3 separate regions of the Zea mays genome follow, and regions 1 and 3 are each linked to region 2. Evidence: chromatin contacts called from public Hi-C data. All regions are on one chromosome and are shown on one strand. The core of a region is the stretch at or near the end of the contact, and the rest is flanking DNA. Distances in the headings are between cores, read along the strand shown. Region 1 has its middle 70 kb from the start of LOC100280167. Region 2 holds the start of LOC100217242 (COV1-like protein). Region 3 holds the start of LOC100280167.

Region 1 (2,700 bases), core at 153-2,652, 150 kb after region 2:
CAAAACAAAATCATTTCAAGTAGGGGACCTGGTGTGGAAGACCATTCTACCGCTAAGGAATAAAGACCGGAAGTTTGGGAAATGGTCGCCAAGCTGGGAGGGTCCTTATAAAGTAAAACAGGTGATGTCTGGCAACGCCTATTTGCTACAAACATTACAAGGCAAGGATTTGTCTAAGGCTTTGAATGGGCGTTTCCTCAAACAGTACCATCCTAGTATGTGGCAAGATGCCTAAGAGAACCGATGTAATCACATCGAGTTAGTTGCTTTTGGTTTGCTCAGGTCCACCAAAAGGCAGGGGGGCATATGTTGAGCACACTTTTGAGCTGGCGGACGGTCCAGCCCTGAGGCCGGACGGTCCGCGGTCCGGACAGTCTGCGCCTGTGGGCCGGACGGTCCGCGCATGCGCAGAGCAGTTTAGGGTTCCGAGTTTTGTGCTACGGTTGTTAGCTATATTCGCAGGATTAGCTCGGAATCAGTTGTGTAAAGGGTCCAGCCCCCCTCCTCTATAAATAGAGAGGTCTACGGCCGATTAATCATCAACAATCGAATCAATACAACTTCTATTTCGCATTTTATCGTAGGAGTAGTTCTAGTCTAGTTTAGGTTTAGCCTCTCGATCCCCAAATCTTCTGCCTCTCCTCGACTCTACGTCGATTAGAGGAGTCTAGGTCGGTCTATTCGAGCTTAGACAACTCCTAGGATCTCTCCTCCCCGACGGGGTCCGTCCCGGGAGCGAGATCCAGGCGCCGCCGGCGATCTTCCGCCGCCCCTGCGCACGCGCGGACCGTCCGGCCCTAGGGTGCGGACCGTCCGGCCGTAAGGCAGAGAACCCGAGCTCCTGCACCAGGTCGCGGACCGTCCGCGCCTGACCAGAGAGCATCGTCGCGCCTCGCACCAGGTCGCGGACCGTCCGGCCCCTGCGCGCGGACCGTCCGCCCCTGTGCAGAGGGCACCGCTACGGGCGTCAACAGTACCCATACAGGTATGAGTCACCCATCAGGTCATCCATGCCGACAGAGATTAAGCATATGTCAAAATAATACATTGTGTGAATATCAAGTATATCCATCTAAATACCATTACATAAATTCTATCGTTATTCAATCATCCATTCAACATCACCACAGATAATTGGATAGAGTAGCAACACTAAGATAGTACCACGTATAACGCACTACATGTTCCATTAAATGGTCGTTGAATAATTGTTAAGTCTTCCGTGATATTATTGTTCAAAAGATTGTTAAATAGTCAAATCCTTTCATGATATTATTGTTCTCTTTAAAAACCCACGCGTTTCAGAACTGCGGCGGCGCCCTGATCACTTTGACTTGCGAGTTAACGCAGCACAAACAACCGCCAAACTCAGAACTGCGGCGCCCTGACCACCTGCGCAGTCAACAAACAATTGCGAAGTCAGCAAGTGGACTTGGTCGACGTGATTCAGGGCCAATTGCGAGCTCAGCAAGTGCTAGTCGCTTTCAGAAACACGCTGCGACTTGCGTTGCAGCAAAAATAATAATAAAAAAATCTTCCTGCCTCTACTTATCTTGGTTGCACTGCTACACCAATATGTATAGTTGCGCTAGATATGCTCACATTCTAGCTTCCAGTTGCACATAAATGGAATTCCATGAGAAGAACCGTTGCAATGCAAGAAGACCAGCAGTAAAGTCCTCCAGCACAGCCGGCTTCGACATCAACATGCTCCAGTCCTCCAGTAAAGTCCTTGGCAGTAGTCAGAACCCAGGAGACCAGCAGAAGATACCCTCGAGGAATCAGGACGGGTTCCCACCAGAAACAAAAAGCAGACACCAACGTTCCAAGACCCAATTCCAGAAGCAGACGAAGAGTTTAGGTCGTCTCTTGTTGGATGCCTTGAATGATGGGAATTCAACTCAGTGGGCATCAGAATATCAGATCAGATCACGCGGTTTAGGTCTTCAGGAAACCTAACTGCACATGAATCTGTGCTCCTTACGAGCCTGTGAGGTGCGAGAGGATTGCAAAGGGCCAGCCCGAGACGCATGCACACTGCATTCGCAATTTACAGACAGGAACTTGTGTAGGCCCGGAACCTGTGTTTGGAAGGCTTTGTCTTGCTACAGAAGACTTCGAGGAAGTTGTTCAGGCATCCTTGGCTGTAGATGCTAGGCCTGCCGTCTGATCTGTATCGGAAGCCCCAAAGAAGCTGGAGAGTGTTTGAAGGCCTACAGTGCTGACATTGCAAATATGTAAATGCAAATAAGAGTCGAGGAAGAAACAAACACGAAAAAGTGCCGGTAATATTGCGCTGCACAATGTCGAAGTGAGTGAGCCAACAAAGATCAGGTTAAAAGAAGGCAACAGAAGAGGAACTGAAGCAATAATACTTCCTAGAGTTTGTAAGAAATCATTCTTTCGACATGAAAGTCCTGAGCGGCCTCTCACTTAGGAAGTTCTATTTCAAATAGTAGCTGATCTTGTAGGAAGTTCTATTTGATCCTGTGTCATGGAGGAGATTTTATTTGGATTACAGAATTCAACAGTTCCCTTTTGCCAGTGCACAACTTATACAGACTATCATGGGGGGACTAATTAATACAGTGTGTCATGTGTGGTTCCTAGGATTTACTGCCAGTTATGCATATTTGAGAAACTGGTCAGGCTGCTGCAATAGGGTGACACTCCACCCAGCTAATAGAAACAAAATCATAA
Region 2 (2,700 bases), core at 139-2,638:
CAAAAAAACAAGAAAGTAACACAATAAAATCGGGGTACACATTTTGTCTTTTTTGCTAGAATGATGCGAACATTGCTGGTTTAATAAATAAAACTTTAAGATGGAAAATGGCAGAATGCCTAAATATATGGAGTGCTATTTGTCCCCTAGGCGAACGGGCCTCTAGCTGAGTTGGTTAGATGGCTCTAGTAGCACTCCTTGTATTCTAGGTTCGTCTCCTAGTGGGAGCGAATTTCAGGTTGTGGTTAAAAAAGGCCACTCGTTGTGCATGAGATAGACTGGCCTATAGGGAACGGATCCTCGTGTGGGGGTTAGGAGGCTCAAAGCACGAGAAAACATCTTACTTATAAGGGGGCAGACCCTCATGCTGCAGGGGCAGCTTGCGTGATCTTTCTCTATAGGGCTCAGTTTGAGCTTCTTCTTAATACAATACCGTAGTGGTGTCTTTCCCCACCGGCCGAGTTTTTTTTTTGTCCACTAGGATATAGTTGAGGCTAACACTCAATCACAATTAGTTGATCAAATTTCTATTCTATGGTGCAAATTCTCTAACAAAACTGTATGGCTAGATCCTATGCACTGACTCTGCAAAACCCTGCATGTTCAAATTCATGAAACATCGGAAGCCAAGAACATCGCATTAGTTATTGTAGGCCAACTTGGCATCTTAATAATGCCAGAATTTGCTTGGAGTCTAATTAACAGTAGAATAAATGCAGCATTCGGCCCAAATATTCCTCGGTCATAGCTAATAGTCTCTCGTTTAAATCAGTGTCTACTTCACATAACACGAGTATTGACACACCAAGCGCGAGCGTGGTCTGTATTTGGTGTCGCGAAGGAGAAATCATGTTACGTCCAGTGGATTTCAGCCTTTCACGATAACAATAAAAAGTGCACATGCCAGAACTATGAGAACCGATACGAAATATTAGGCGAAAAAAGAAAAAAAAAATCAAAGGGTTATTTTGACCACCGAAGGCGTCAGGCTCAGGCGTGGTCGGGTCAGGTCCCGCACATGGCCAACTCATGCTTCCCTCCCGAGAAAGGAAAGGAGGCGGAAGACCGGAAGGCGAAAAGGCAGTTTGAACTTGAACAGTGCGGCCGCACAGAGGCGACCAGATCGAAGCGAAGCGACTAGGGTATAGGTAGAAGCTGCAGGGCGGGGCAGGGTCTAGGGCGAGAAGGATCCGGACCTTGCGAGTGGACGTGCCGGGCGAGCTGGGTCGCGGCGGCGACTTGGCAGGGTCCTCGGAGTCAGGCGCTGCCGCCTCGGCCGCCGCCTGGCCGAGCGGCACGGGCGCGTACTCCTTGTCCTCCGGCATTGCGGTCGGTGGGACGGATGCTGCTCGCTGAAGTTTACCTTACGCAAAGCTCTCGCGGCCTTGCGGAAGCAGTTGGCGTGGTGTGGGCCGTGTGGTGGCGGAGTTGGAAAGCGAGACGCCGCCGGCAGTAGTGACCGAACTGCCCTCGTGCGGGGGCCGTCGGATCTGGCCCCGCGTGTCATCCTGCGAGGACGGGGCACGTGGGTCCGCGCGTTGCGGCCTTGCGGGCGGCGGTGGTTGCGCACCGCAAGCGGCGGGTCTGGCTCCATTTCGAACCCGCCGCACCGTCGCTGTTGTGTTCTGTTCGCCTCGACGACGTGCGTGTAATAGCGGCACATCCGCTCACACCGCCGTTGCCCGTTGGCCGTGAGCACGTGCGTGATCTCGGAGCTACGGCTCACAAAAAATCGATCTGCTACGTCTAAAAAATCAAAAAACAAGAAAGTGTGCAAGATGCAGAGTTACCGAACTCTAAAATAGACTCTATACCGTATAAAAAAATTAAAACGATAATCATATATAATACTTCATTTATTCTAATTTATTATAATTCGTTTAAATTTTTCGTAAGTTTAACGACTCGTTTTTTTTAAAATACAAAAATTCAAAGCCACACCAAACTAGCATTGAGTACTTACGAAGAATTATCTTACAATAGTACGAGACAAACAGTCATTACCTGAATATCTCTCACTTACTTGTTCCTGCTGGCCTTTAAGTACCAATTATCTCAAATTATATAGTTTTGCACTTGCCAATATATACATCTTATTCCAGTGGCCCTCATTGACGTTTTGTAATTTGCATAGAAATAAACTACATAGCTAGTGATTCCTATAGTACGAAATAAGAAGAGATGTCGTAGTGATTCCTATATATAGTTGGCATAAATATTAATTATAAACTTCACATAGAAATCTCATTACAAGGTATTGAATTTAATTAGTGATGGGCTATATAATTTTGGGGGCACTAAAAATTGAGGCCCCCTACCACCGCATGCCTCGTTCCGTCGTGCATGCATGGCTCTATATACCTACAACATTATGTTACCTTGTGTATGGTGTTTTATCATAGTGCTCTTTCATTAAACTCACTACCGGAATCAATCGCTTTGCCGAGTGCCTGAAGCACTCGGTGAAGCCTTGAAAACACTCGGCAAATGCTTTGCCAAGTGTTACACTCGGCAAAGAAGGCTCGGTGAACAGTGCATCGGCAAAGCCTTCTTTGCCGAGAGCTTTTTCTCGGGCACTCGGCAAAAATATTTGTCGAGTGCCAGACAGCACTCGGCAAAGAAAAGCGGCCGTTACGGCGCCGGGTAACGGAGACGGAGGCTTTGCCGAGTGTCCCTTGTGACACTCGGCAAAGATGTTAG
Region 3 (2,700 bases), core at 6-2,505, 220 kb after region 2:
ATTTGTGAATGTGTATACTTATGTGAGTATATTTGTTAATGTGAATGTGTATATGTGTATGAAATCTGTTTTGTATTTGCAAATGTCAGATTTTTTAAATTTCAGATTTTTGTGCAATTTCTGAAAAATGTTATGTCCGATGGCTTAAAACCGTCGGAAATATGCTATATGTTATGTCCGACGGCTTTAAATCGTCGGACATAACAGCTGTGGGCCCAGGCGACGGGTAAAACGGTTACGCCGCCTTATCTCCGACGGTTCGATGGGGCCGTCGGACATACGCTATGTCCGACGGCTGCCGTCGGATATAACGCTATTTCCGACGCGTTATCCACGACGGCTTAAAACCGTCGGAGGTAAGCTAATGCCGTCGGACATAGCTTATCTCCGACGGTCCAAATCTTATGTCCGACGGTTTTAGCCGTCGGAAATTTCTTCGTTTACTGTAGTGATACTCATATCCGACGGCATCACGATCTTCAACTGGAGCAGCGTCCTCACCGAGAGATAAATCAACCTCCATGACGACGACTAGGGTTAAGAAGATTAGTAGATGATTAAATAGGAATATGCATTTTTTACCGTGGACTGCATGCGCCTATCCAGCCGTCGATAAGATTGCCACGCTTAAGCAATTCAGACTGGATCCACTCGCTTCTTGTTGTGTCTGGTTCGCACGGAATTTTTTTTTCGAAAAGATGGAAGGGAGGGACTCCGAACAGTGAACCCTTTTGGTGTCGTGCCGAGCCGCCGCGCAGTGAAACTTTTATGCAAATCCTGAAATCCACCACGCATTTTGCCATCTTGCTCAGCTGAAGCCAAAAGTCAGCACAGTACTAGGCACTAGGCAGCGCAGACAGTCCAGAGATTCCCTGCAATCGCTCGGCTTTTGGACTAGCGGGGTCGTGGATGCCCGGAGCTGCAGAGGCCACTTGCGTCCGTCCGATCTGCCCAGTGGACGGTCCAGACCAAGTTGGAGAAATCGATGCGGACAACATCACCAACCTTCTTCTACCCGCCCTGCAGTTGCCGAGAGTTAATTCGAGCTTTAATCACCTCAACAAGATCCTCGGTTCTGACTTCCGAGCATTGATTAATTACTCCAGGCTAGTTTAATCCAAGATCCGCCTGTCAGAGGAGACGAGCCCACAGGCACAGAAACGGACAACCCAGCTCAACTTTCCCGGGCCCACAGGAAGCCAGCCCATCTGCTGCTAAACTTCCTGTCCTGTATCATCTCGTGCTCGTCGGTCGTCACTAGTCCTCGCTCATAGCAGGCGGCAGTGACTCATCACTACTAGTGATCAGACCAGTGAGCTAGCGACTGTACCATGCAGCAGCTGTAGGAGAGCCTGGTGGTAGGTAGGATAGGAGTAGCGCCAGCCGCCAAGTGCGCGTCCGGGCTGGCTGCTTCGGCGAGCAGGAGGGAGCCGCACCGCCGGGCTCCCGCAATGTCGCCTCCTCCGCCCCCGCCGCTGCTGCGCAACGAGCTGTCGCGCAGGACGGCGGTGCTGGGCCTGCGCCTGTGGGTGCTGGTGGGCATCGCCGTCGGGGCCGCCTTCGTGCTGCTCCTCGTGCTCATCTCCCTCCACCTCGCCGCGGCGCGGCGGAGGCGGCCCAGGAAGGGCGTCGCGCACGCGCCCGCGCACGCGCCGGCGGGGGCGCCGCCGCTGTCCCCGTCCACCATCCCGCCCGTGTCCAAGGAGATCCAGGAGGTGGCCGTCCACGTCGGCTCGCTCCGCCACTACCTCGAGACGGGGCACGCGTTCCTCAAGGACGGCGGCGGCGGCGACGGTGAGTCCGTGGCGTACGGGTCGCAGCGCGTCCACATCGAGGCCGGCAAGGGCCAGCGCATGGTCGCGGCGGCGTCCGACGCGCTGTCGGCGGCCGTGGGCCCCGAGGTGTCGCACCTCGGCTGGGGCCACTGGTACACGCTGCGGGAGCTGGAGGAGGCCACCGCCGCGTTCGCCCCCGAGCACGTCGTCGGCGAGGGCGGGTACGGCATCGTCTACCGCGGCGTCCTCGCCGACGGCTACCAGGTCGCCGTCAAGAACCTCCTCAACAACAGGGGACAAGCCGAGCGGGAGTTCAGGGTGGAGGTGGAGGCCATCGGCCGCGTCCGGCACAAGAATCTGGTCCGGCTACTGGGCTACTGCGCCGAGGGCGCCCAACGGTACAGAAGTGCATTATTATTGCTTCTTGCTTTGTGGTAAATTTTTGTTCGTGCGCTGCGCATCGTACCTCTACGGCTCTACCTAACCTAAATGCGGTTGCTTGTGATCCCAGGATACTTGTGTACGAGTACGTGGACAACGGCAACCTCGAGCAGTGGCTGCACGGCGACGTCGGGGCAGTGAGCCCGCTCACCTGGGACGTCCGGATGAACATCGTGCTCGGCATGGCCAAAGGGTGCCTCCTCCCACACTGCTTTTCGTTCTGCTCATGTACTCTGCCTCTGAACGGCCGGCATGGCCAGAGAGAGAGAGAGATTGATCTGTGGGATGGTTCAGGATCACGTACCTGCACGAGGGGCTGGAACCCAAGGTGGTGCACAGGGACATCAAGTCGAGCAACATCCTGCTGGACAGGAGGTGGAACCCGAAGGTCTCGGACTTCGGCCTCGCCAAGCTCCTGGGGGCGGACAGCAACTACGTCACCACCAGAGTGATGGGAACGTTTGGGTGGGTGTGAGCCGCCGCC

Evidence for each region. Hi-C and Micro-C count contacts between places; a contact is called where the count stands out from the background.
Region 1: a contact with region 2 is called in a Hi-C map of leaf, with 5 times the contacts expected there. The contact joins the enhancer-like site here to the promoter of LOC100217242 in region 2. A contact is called at or near these places in 14 of 25 Hi-C or Micro-C datasets (bundle sheath, ear, leaf and 4 more).
Region 3: a contact with region 2 is called in a Hi-C map of ear, with 2.1 times the contacts expected there. The contact joins the promoter of LOC100280167 here to the promoter of LOC100217242 in region 2. A contact is called at or near these places in 5 of 25 Hi-C or Micro-C datasets (ear, endosperm, leaf and 2 more).

The regions. Positions count from the first base shown.
Region 1 is chr8:103,072,344-103,075,043 of Zm-B73-REFERENCE-NAM-5.0, forward strand. No RefSeq gene overlaps it. Among protein-coding and RNA genes, the nearest start is that of LOC100280167, 70 kb to the right of the region's middle. Within about 2 kb of position 1,403, at least 6 of the 20 cell types and tissues checked have an H3K27ac peak or open chromatin away from gene starts, as enhancers often do. A contact at or near this core is called in leaf, leaf mesophyll and root tip, where this site is marked.
Region 2 is chr8:102,917,661-102,920,360 of Zm-B73-REFERENCE-NAM-5.0, forward strand. LOC100217242 (COV1-like protein) reads right to left here and starts at 1,389. Exons shown (of 8, transcript NM_001143597.1): 1 at 1,197-1,389. The coding sequence starts at 1,325.
Region 3 is chr8:103,142,089-103,144,788 of Zm-B73-REFERENCE-NAM-5.0, forward strand. LOC100280167 reads left to right here and starts at 1,256. Exons shown (of 6, transcript NM_001153099.2): 1 at 1,256-2,173; 2 at 2,287-2,409; 3 at 2,511-2,681. The coding sequence starts at 1,452.